Regions from separate parts of the Mus musculus genome. Here regions 1 and 3 are each linked to region 2. The links are chromatin contacts, called in public promoter capture Hi-C maps. All regions are on one chromosome and are shown on one strand. Each heading gives the region's core, a stretch centred on a gene start, on an enhancer-like site or on the middle of the called end of the contact. The rest is flanking DNA. Distances are from core to core; before and after follow the strand shown. Region 1 holds the start of Rpl13a (ribosomal protein L13A). Region 2 holds the start of Mamstr (MEF2 activating motif and SAP domain containing transcriptional regulator). Region 3 holds the start of Trpm4 (transient receptor potential cation channel, subfamily M, member 4).

The links. Capture Hi-C pulls out chosen DNA fragments and counts their contacts.
Region 1: a contact with region 2 is called in a promoter capture Hi-C map of adipose tissue, with 2.1 times the contacts expected there. The contact joins the promoter of Rpl13a here to the promoter of Mamstr in region 2. A contact is called at or near these places in 7 of 39 promoter capture datasets (the C10 cell line, cranial neural crest, embryonic stem cells and 4 more), 5 of 115 datasets of contacts at active chromatin or transcription factors (bone marrow-derived macrophages, embryonic stem cells, microglia and 2 more) and 4 of 9 other capture datasets (adipose tissue, liver, macrophages and 1 more).
Region 3: a promoter capture Hi-C map of adipose tissue shows a contact between it and region 2. The contact joins the promoter of Trpm4 here to the promoter of Mamstr in region 2. A contact is called at or near these places in 7 of 39 promoter capture datasets (the HPC-7 cell line, fetal liver, hematopoietic stem and progenitor cells and 3 more), 3 of 115 datasets of contacts at active chromatin or transcription factors (bone marrow-derived macrophages, embryonic stem cells and pancreatic cancer cells) and 3 of 9 other capture datasets (adipose tissue, liver and pancreatic islet).

Annotation. Positions count from the first base shown.
Region 1 is chr7:45,127,165-45,130,285 of GRCm38.p6, forward strand. It overlaps Rpl13a (ribosomal protein L13A), which reads right to left and starts at 1,581. Exons shown (of 8, transcript NM_009438.5): 1 at 1,536-1,581; 2 at 332-404; 3 at 45-110. The coding sequence starts at 1,550. Snord32a (small nucleolar RNA, C/D box 32A) reads right to left here and starts at 299; the gene lies at 219-299.
Region 2 is chr7:45,638,507-45,641,772 of GRCm38.p6, forward strand. Mamstr (MEF2 activating motif and SAP domain containing transcriptional regulator) reads left to right here and starts at 1,471. Exons shown (of 10, transcript NM_172418.2): 1 at 1,471-1,524; 2 at 2,196-2,333. The coding sequence starts at 2,276. Rasip1 (Ras interacting protein 1) reads left to right here. Exons shown (of 12, transcript NM_028544.1): 12 at 179-586. The coding sequence ends at 378. A030001D20Rik (RIKEN cDNA A030001D20 gene) reads right to left here and starts at 252. Exons shown (of 2, transcript NR_152217.1): 1 at 177-252.
Region 3 is chr7:45,332,342-45,335,483 of GRCm38.p6, forward strand. Trpm4 (transient receptor potential cation channel, subfamily M, member 4) reads right to left here and starts at 1,439. Exons shown (of 25, transcript NM_175130.4): 1 at 1,346-1,439; 2 at 1,041-1,111. The coding sequence starts at 1,369. Hrc (histidine rich calcium binding protein) reads left to right here and starts at 2,928. Exons shown (of 6, transcript NM_010473.2): 1 at 2,928-3,142. The coding sequence starts at 3,086.

The DNA.
Region 1 (3,121 bases), core at 331-2,830, 510 kb before region 2:
AGGCAACAGCCCGCCTGAAGACCACTGCCCCAGCCCTAACTCACACTTGTTTCTGTAGAAGTTTCCAGAAATGTTGATGCCTTCACAGCGTACGACCACCACCTTCCGGCCTAGAGTTAACAGGGAGTTGGAGATTAGTCAGCAAAGCCTCTTGGAAGGCAGATCTCTTGCTCCAAAAGTATTTTTAGGCCAGGGGTCCCAAGAAAGCAGGGGCTGGCGAGTCTCAGAGCGGTGCATGGGTTGATCTCACAGTCGTGAGACTCAAACGAAAGATGGTGAGTGTTGCTCATCATGGACTCCCAGGCAAAGGTAAATGGTGAATGAAACTTACCCAGAAGTACCTGCTTGGCCACAATGGCCGCCAGGCGGCCAAGAAGATGGCCTCGGCCATCCAATACCAGAACCTGTGGAAACAAGAATGCTTAGGAAACAGTTTGGCTTCCCCTATTCCAGGTTAGCAACCCGTCAGGATGCCTACTACCCAGATGAAGCAAGTGTCCCAAAGGGCCACTATAGTACTAACAAAGCCTCAGCAGGCATAGGATTCCTATTGTGTATATAAGTTGATTTTTTAAAATGGAACTTCATTTAACCCTTCCAGGCCTCAAATCCCAGGATAGCTGGGATCCAGTGGCACACCGTTCACTCCAAAATTGACCAGACCTGCTTTCAGACTTTAGCCTGTTGTAACTTTTCATCGGATCCTCAGATGCTCAAGCAGAACCTTTCTTATATGCACTCAAAAGAACCCGATTTAGCTAAGCACACATCGTCCTGTGATTCTGAGCAGTGCAGACTGGATTACAAAGCTAAATCCCGTCTCAGGCATGGAGGCACATGTCTGCATCCCAACCCAAACTACAGAAGAAGCCCATTCCACAGCCACCCTGTTTATTGCTGTTACTGGAGGGTCTCCGGAACTTCCCAAGTTCTTTTTAAAGGGCAAAACTGTCCCAAACAGCACCATTTACTTCCTGAGCAGCAACCTGTCAAGGAATCTAAAGTCAGGAGGAAGGTACAGGCAATTCCTGACCAGCCTCAAAATGAAGAGGTTCCTGCTTCAGTCGGGTGAATAAGTAATATTTAAAGTCTGTCTTATCAATCTCCCCAATTCTGAAGAACACCGAAAACACCCTCAAAAGGCCTACAAGCCTTCAGATCAGATGTTACAGGAATCCGGTGCCCTAAAGTCATGCAAAGCAGGAGCCTGCGACAGTTTCTCCTTATCTTACATACATACACCAGGCATGAGAGATTGCAAGCTCCCCGCACCCCAACGCCTGAGATTACAACCTGTAAAAGTTGTTTCTGGTGTTGGAACCCCAGCCCCACTCCCGTCTTCCCCAGAAAACCCGCTGCATTTCCATCGCCCCATACCTAGGCAGCCGCGGCTTGTTACGCCCGTTACACAGTCCCCTCGCGTGAGACGTTTGCTAAGTCCCATCGCACAAGCGGCGGGGAGCAGTGGCCCCTCACTGCGCTCCCGCCTGGCACCCACCCGACCCCACACCGCCCGGCGCGCGCAGAGTCCGAACCTGCCCCTCCGCCATCTTCGGCAGCCGCCTGGGAAAGGAGGAGGTCTTGTCGCAGGGTTTCTTATCCCTTGCTGCAGGGGCGGAGGAAGTGACGCAGACGGCTCGAACCGAAGAGTTTCCGTCTTCTAATTGGTCGAAGCGGTGAGTGCGCGTCTATCGAGGCGGGCCATTTTTATTTTGTCCAATCAGAATGTCGCCTGAGTTGGCTCTTGGCGGCCATGACTGTGCGGGGCGGGATGTCACGTGGGTTTCGGAGCGGCTTCAGCCGTACAATGCCGGCCAAGCCGCAGCCGCCATATTTGAAGGGATCGCTCTTCTCCGTTCCGGTGTCTGCCATGTGCAGCGCCATTACTCCCATCAAGTGATGGCGGCTGCAGAACATGTGGTGTCCATGAGGGGGCGAGCATAGTCCCTGTCGGCCCTTCAGAGCTGCTCGTGCAGCGGTCCCTCCCCTCAACCCCACAGTGGGCTGACCATCGCTGGCTGTCCTGAACCTGGGAGTCTCGGGTGGAGGAAGCCTTCCAACGGGTGGAGGAAGCCTTCCTGGATGGAGGAGGATGGGGTGAATGAGGGGCTTTGAGGGTCCCGAGACGCAGACGCCCTCACTCGCTTCTATCCCCAAAGGCCTTTGTTTCCGTGACTGTTGTCCGCGCTGCCCTCCCGTCTGTGCGCCTCTAACCGCCCGCCTCCGAAGGGAAATAACTAACCAAAAGACTGTTGGCTATCAAAGACTCGTTTTGTCCTGAAAACCTCCCTAACCAGCCGAGCCTGAGTCGAGTCCTCCTGTAGGTGCCAGCACCGTTTGCTTGCTTGTTACACTTTGGGGCTATGGTTTTGGGGAATTGAGTTGCGTCTGCACATCAAATTCCCATGGGGCGTGCCCTGTGCTGACCCTGGGCTACTGGAGGCCTCGGAAAACAAATAGAATCTTTTGTCGTTGGTTTGGGTTTCTGACGTAAGATTTCTGCAATCCTGGCTGACCTTAAATTTAAGATCCTGCCTCAGCTTCTGGAAAGCCAACAAACCAAGATTTTGAAACCTAAAAGGTGCACCTATTCCCTGTCCTATCCACAGACAGACCCGGATGAGCTGGTTAAAAAAAAAAAAATTATATACAAGTACATGGGGGCAAGAATGGGGTGAGTGGGACTTTTGGTGAGTTGTGATGTCTCCATCCTCGGCAAAGAGCTGGCGGGGTCGGAGCAGTGAGGTCCAAAAGGGGGCTAGTCTCCACCCAAATGTCTGTGTGTCCAGGCTGTGTCTGTCGGGTGACTCCTGCTTCGCCTCAGTATCCTCTGTAAAAGGGGGTGATCAATGGTCCCTGAGGACTGGAGTTCTCACGTGACACTCTACCACTGATCTACGCCCCCAGCCCAGCCCCTCGCCGCTCCCCTCCCCCCCCTCTTAGGTTAGCTTCGGACTTCTATGTAACAGTAGATAACCCAGAATCCCTGATCTTTCTGCCTCTTCTCCAGAGTGCTAAGGAATACAGACAGATTTACACCGCAAACTTTGCTCCATGTCTTTTTTTTTGGAGGTTTTAGGGGCAGGCCTGGTGGCTCACCTGTCTCGGAGGAGGCAGAAGC
Region 2 (3,266 bases), core at 221-2,720:
CCTCCAGAGTGCCGGGATTATGTGTCACCTCCTCCCCCCTCCCCACACACACGTTTTAGCTAAAATTCCCGTCATCCTTTGAAACACAGGGAACCCAGTCTCATCGTTTCTTACTTAAGGAGATAGACCACCTCACACTCATGCTGAGTTTTTAATTCGGTTTTCCTCGTACTCACAGGGGATATCTTTGAAAGTTTTTCCTCGCACCCTCCGCTCATCCTGCCCCTGGGCAGCTCACGCCTGCGCCTCACCGGCCCTGTGACAGATGACGCATTGCATAGAGAACTGCGCAGGCTCCGTCGCCTCCTCTGGGATCTTGAACAGCAGGAGCTGCCAGCCAATCATCGCCATGGACCCCCGGTGGCTTCGACACCTTGAAAACCAATGAGAAAGGAACGCGCGCAGCTTGAAACTGCATCGCTTCTTAAAAGGGAGCCCGCCTGGGCGTAGAGCATTTTGGGAGTTGTAGTTTTCCCTGCGTAGACGGCTGAGAGTTTGAGTTGTTGGGTTGGTAGACGATGGGACAGTGGGAAGATGGGCTTGGGATGTGAATGCCAAGAAGTAATAAAAATATCTGTGGTATTGACCTCACTTGTCAAGATTTGGGGGCCTTAGCAAAGATTTTTTTTTAAGGTGCCAGGGACTGTGCTTGGAACGTTGGGCGTCTGCCGAGTTTGGGGAGATATTTCTAGCCATGGCCTCAGCTTGCCCTCTAGCACGAAATGTGACCCTGTAGTACTGAGCACTGTCACACAACTCGGAACACAGCCTGGACCATGTTCTTCTGAATATCAGACCCCATGTACTACCAGTGAGAACAGGTCATCACCATCTCCCTCTTACCTACAAAGTCCAAACTTTAGCTTTCTCCCCCCAGTCCTTCCGATGCTGTCTGCCTACTGTGCACACCGCTGACTTCCAACACCCAGCACCTCTCGGGTACTAGTCCTATTCCATCAGATCCAAGAATGCAAACCTCAGCTCTCCTCTCCCATACCAGAGGCCTAAGACTCCGTCCACCACCCTCAGACCCAGAGTCCTGACTTCTGCCCCCTTCCTTTTTAGAACTAGGAGTCTGGGCCTCATGTTTGAACTTTCCCCTCCTCTGAACTTGACTCCTACTGCTGTGTCAGGAAAAAAAGAACCAACAGGTGGCACCTGCCGGCAGGGTCTGAACACGACCACCTGCCGCTGTTGCTCACCCGGGTCCCTCTCTCTGCACCTGCTCCTGTCTGTCGCCAGTGACCGCTCCACCCAACCCACAGCTCGGGACTCGGGGGAGGAGATAGTAAGGGAACCCTCGAAGTGAGCCAGGCCGGTCCTCACGGCGTGTGTGTCCCGCCCCTTTTCTGGGTCCTTGCAGGGCTTCTGATCCAAGGCTCGCTCTCTTGACTCCCACTCGCCCTAGAAAGGGGAGTCGAGGGCGGCCCAAGGCTTGTGGGGTGGAGCCTAAGGTCTCCAGCCTAATCCGGGAGACTCCACCCGCTTCAAGGCACAGCTGAGTAGCTGAGAGGAGCCTACCTGGTGAGAAGCCCCTGGGGTAGATATGGGGATTTTTTTTTTTCATTTTACCCTTCATTCTCCGTTCTGGTTCCCCCTTCTGGTCCCAATATCTTTCCCACAGAGCCCCGTGCATGACACTCAACCCATTCTGTTTCAGGGACCCCTATGTTTCCCAGACACTTGTCATATTCTTTGATTCCCGTCTGTCCTAGAATCTTCGATTCTAGTCCCTAACAGCATGCAGTTCTCGTCCTTAATCTCCTCCTCCTTCAGGGTTCAGACTCCAGACGACTGCTTCCTGCACTTTCAAAGGCCCAGAACTCCAGATTCCAATGCTCTCCCTCTTAGATGCAGGAGCCCATGACGCAGGTCCTTCCTGTACCGCCAAGATCCAGGGATTTAGACCCAGCCCTTTTGCTTCCGACTCAGAACTCCAGGCCCAAAGCCTTCTACAGACACAGCAGTCCATGCCCAAGTACTTCTCCCTCCAGCCAGAACTCCAGGCCGCAACCTTTCTTCAGTCCTAGGGCTCCAGGCCCCAGCCCGTGTCTCTCACACCCGGAGGTTCAGGACCAGCCCTCCTTTCTCAGACCCAAGGGCCCAGAGACCAGTCATCCCCCAAAAGAGCTGATCTGGCCCAGTACTTTTGTCTCTAACCTTTCACACTGTCTCCAAAATTCCCCCAATGGCAGCCTCCCGTCATCCACTTTGACCCTGCCGCGCTCTGGTGGCTCTGGCTTCCTCTGTCCAGGTCTCCACCTCAGCCTTGGCAATGACCCTGGCAGCCTCCTCCCAGCGCTCCCAAATCATCCGTTCCAAGTTCCGCTCTGGTGAGAGGTTGCTTGTCTCTATGCATGTGGGGAGGGGTCCCGGAGCCAGGGCCCAGGGTCCCAGTAACATGATTCTCTGGCATGCGTGAATCGACCAGTGGTGTTCACATACAATGTCACTTGTGCTATGGAGTGGAGTAGTAGATGAATGTGCACATGGCTTGCTAAGCCATAGGTGGTGACACCCAAGAGTGCATATGTTGCAAAGGACTTAAACTGACCTGTAGGCAAAGCAGAGGAGCAAACTGAGACCTGAAGTGCATGTGTGTGTGGCAGGGGGACCAAGAGCTATCAAGCCTTGAAAATGTCATTAGCCAGGATTTGTTGCCAATGCAAAGAGTTCTGAACACTCAGAGAGGAGCAGAAATGTGCACTGGAAACTCTTTGCCCCCAAACTGAGGGTCAAGTCTTGAACATGTGAGTGACATTCCTGTGGGTGCATGCCAGCAAGAGTAAGTTGGGGTGGGAAGTCATGTAAAGTTGTAGTGCAAACTAGAGTCCAGAGAGATTTGAGCTCCAGGGTTTAGTTTGCAGGGTGCTGGCTGTGGGGAATTCGAGGGGCAAAGGGGTGCGTGGATAAAAGGAAGTGAGAGGTTGATGAGTCAGGTTGGCAAGATGGCGACTGTGCCAGGGTGGTCACAGACTCCTGAAGTGGCAGGTGGAGCCAGGAGCATGGTTGCCTCTCGGCTGAGGCTGGCTAGCTTACAGTCTCAGGAGTGGCTCTGGCCCAAGATGCTTAGCTGGCAGGAGCAGGCAAGAGGCCCTGGGAAGGGAGAGGGAGCAGGCTGCCTGCCCACCCGCCCGGCCCGGGGAACGTAAAGGGGCTGGGCTGGGCACGTGTGTCCCGCCAACAACTGCAGCTCCCACCCACCAGCCAAGTCAGGCTCTGGACACTCCCTTCCCGCTTTCCCTGTCCCACCTCCCTTTTCCTTC
Region 3 (3,142 bases), core at 189-2,688, 310 kb before region 2:
GCTGGGCTGTCCTTAGGGAGGACTTCGACCGAGCACTTCCAAGGCCCAGAGCCACCTTCAAAGCACCACACTGCACCATCTTTCCAATGACACCTGTAGCCCACCAGCTCCCATCTTGTCCCACTGACTTTAGTCACGCTGTCTGTGACCCTCTGCCAGACCCACCAGTAAACCAGTATCTCTGTTTATTTATACAACATTTTCCTGTCCCACACTGGTGGGACAACAGGCTCCTGATAAAGTCACACTAAGGAAATCAGGTGTCACTGCCCCAAGGCCAAAAGTCTACCCTGAGAACTGAGTTAAAGCTGGACCCCGCTAGGGAGACTAAGCATGCAGCCAAGAAGCCTATAGGGCTTGCTCCTGTCCCCTGCCACCTACAGCACAGCACAGCTTGCAGTGGCAATTGCCCTCTTCTTCTCATGGGAGTTGCAGATATTCCCGGATGTTTATTAGATGTTATTAGGTGATGGGCAGAGTTCCAGAAATGTCCCAGAGTGACCTTGTTTAGTTTGCACAGCGGCCCCAGAAGGGAGGAGCTGTTCTGTGCCCAGGTGACAAGCGCAGCCCTAGAAGGGAATTACTATCCCAAAGCTGCAGAGCTATGTAAGGCTGGCAGGGCTGTGTGGCTATGCTCGCTGAGCCGGGATGACACAGAAAGCCGAAGCAGAGACAAATGACACAAAGAGACAGAGACACAAAGACACAGAATGGATCCCCACCTAGAGGGGAATGAAGAATTCGGGGCGTGCCCTAAGCAGGGTGGCCCAAAACAAGGGCAGGGGGAGGGGTCTGTCTCAAGTGAAGGCGGGAAGGTCCTTAGTGGGCGGGGTCTGAGTGTGTTGAGCTGAGACTTCTGTGGTGGGTGGGGTGTGTCTGTGCACCAAGACCTCCTGCGGTAGGCAGTGAAGGTCAGTCTGTGGTGGGCACCCTTGTCTGCGTTGAGTGGGGCGAGTCCAGTCTATGGGGGCGGAGCCTGTCTGCAGTGGGGCAGGGCCCGCGAACCTACGCTGCCAGGTCAGCAGCCCCGAACTGCTCACCCCGCATCATCGGAGAGGTCCACTATGAACGTCGTGCACACCTTCTTCCTGAAGATCTTAGGGATCCAGCTCTGAGAACCGGAACAAGAAGGGCAGGGCAGGGAGTCGAGTCAGACCCACAGGATTCGAAGACAACCCCGCGCGCCCACGGGACACACTGGGAACTCCTCCCTCGGGCTCAGCCAGGAACCCACGCAGCTCGGTCTGGGAACTCCTGGTCCAGCCACTGCAGCATCTGACCCGGATCCCCGGAGCTGGCTCCGCCTCTGGACCCCACTCACTCCCAGCCCCACGCTGTGCGATACCTGCTCCTTCTCCGGCCCCACCATGCTGCTGCCGCAGCCCCTGAGGCTCCGTGTATTTCCTCCAGCCGCCGACCCGCCCGACCAAACCGGATCCGCAACTTCGCAGCCCAGCCCGGGGCGGGGAGTCCCGGGACACGTCACGGGAGGCGGGGAGAGGGCGGCTGCGGAGGAGGGACAAACTCTGCTGCCAAACCAGTGATGGGGTCGGTTTGGGGGACAAGAAAGACCGAGAGTTGGAAGGCAGAGCAAGCGGAGGAACGAAGGAAGCAGAGTGGGGCACACGATAGATGTCAGCCATGGGACAAACATAGATTCGGAGAGACAGAGACTGAGAGAAAGACCCAGAGAGAGAGAGACAGAAACTAAGAGAGGGACCCAGAGAAAGAAAAGGGGGCAGAGACCCAGAGAGAGAGAGAGAGAGAGAGAGAGAGAGAGAGAGAGAGAGAGAGAGAGAGAGAATATGAAGACAGCAATACAGAAAAAGAATGAGATATCCAGAGATAGTTAGAGACAGATAGAAATACAAAGTGATAGAGCAACAGAGTCCCAGATTCAGAGAGGAGAGACAGAGAGAACAGAGACACAGAGAGAACTAGAGAGAGAGACACACACACAGAGACAGAGATACAGGGAGAAAGAGAGAGACAGAGAGAGAGAAAACACACACACACAGAGGAGAGACAGAGACAAACACAGACACACACACAGAGACAGACAGACACACAGAGAGACAGGCACACACACACAGAGACAGACAGACACACACAGAGAAACAGACAGACAGACACACACACACAGAAAGAGAGAGAGAGAAGAATCAAAGAGAAGGATCAGGGAAGACACAGTAGGAGAGGAGAGGTTAGAATCCTGAGAAGAAACACGGAAGCTCAGAACAGTGACTATAATGGGGGGGGGGGGGTTGACTCATAAAGGACAAAAACTCAAAGACGGTGGATATACTGACAAGTGTGGGGTGGGTGACACTGACCAGCAGAGAAGGCAGTGACACCTGTTTGCAGCCAAGTCCCTTTGGTGGGGACAGCTGAGGCCTAGTAACCTGAGCCCCCAGCACCTCCCCCCTGTTGTATTTATAGCACTGGTCTGGTCCCCTGTCCCCAGATCTGAGTTCCAGTGAGAGGAGGTCATGGGGTGTTGGGCACAGTATTCCTTCACTGTCTTCCACAGCTTCTGCAGGACACCACTGTCACACCGAATGTCCCATTCTGCCTGCACGCTTCCCAGTGTTTACCTTGCAGGGGGCCCTCTGCTCCTGCATCCTCCTCTCCCAGAGCCCCAGGCTTTCCCAGCAAGACACTCTAAACGTTCAGCCTTTGTGCTAAAAATGCCAAACTTGAGCTTGTCACGTCCCTGCCTCCCCCCCCCCGCCCCCGCCATGAAGACCCCTCCACCACCCAGTCCTGAGCCAGAGGAACAGGAGGGGAGGGGCAGGCAGGGAGTGACCAGAATAACTTAGGCTCTGGATAAATTTAGCAGCAAGAAGGGGAGGGGACAGACCCCATTGGTCCAGCAGTGGGAAGGGAGGTCCTGGAACCAGGGTCACAGCTGCAAAGGGGACATCCTCAGAGGGTCATCCAAGACCTGAGGAAGATAGAGAGGCAGAGAGTGGGAGCTATACCACGACAAAAGGGACAATCTGAAAGTCAAAGCCAAAAAGGCACAAGGACCCATCAGAGGCAGCTGAAGCCAGCCTGGTCAGACGCTCAGCTGCTAAACGTCCCCATGGGCTTCCAGGGGCCATGGTTGCACACTTGTCTCCTTTGGGCCACAGTGGCCATC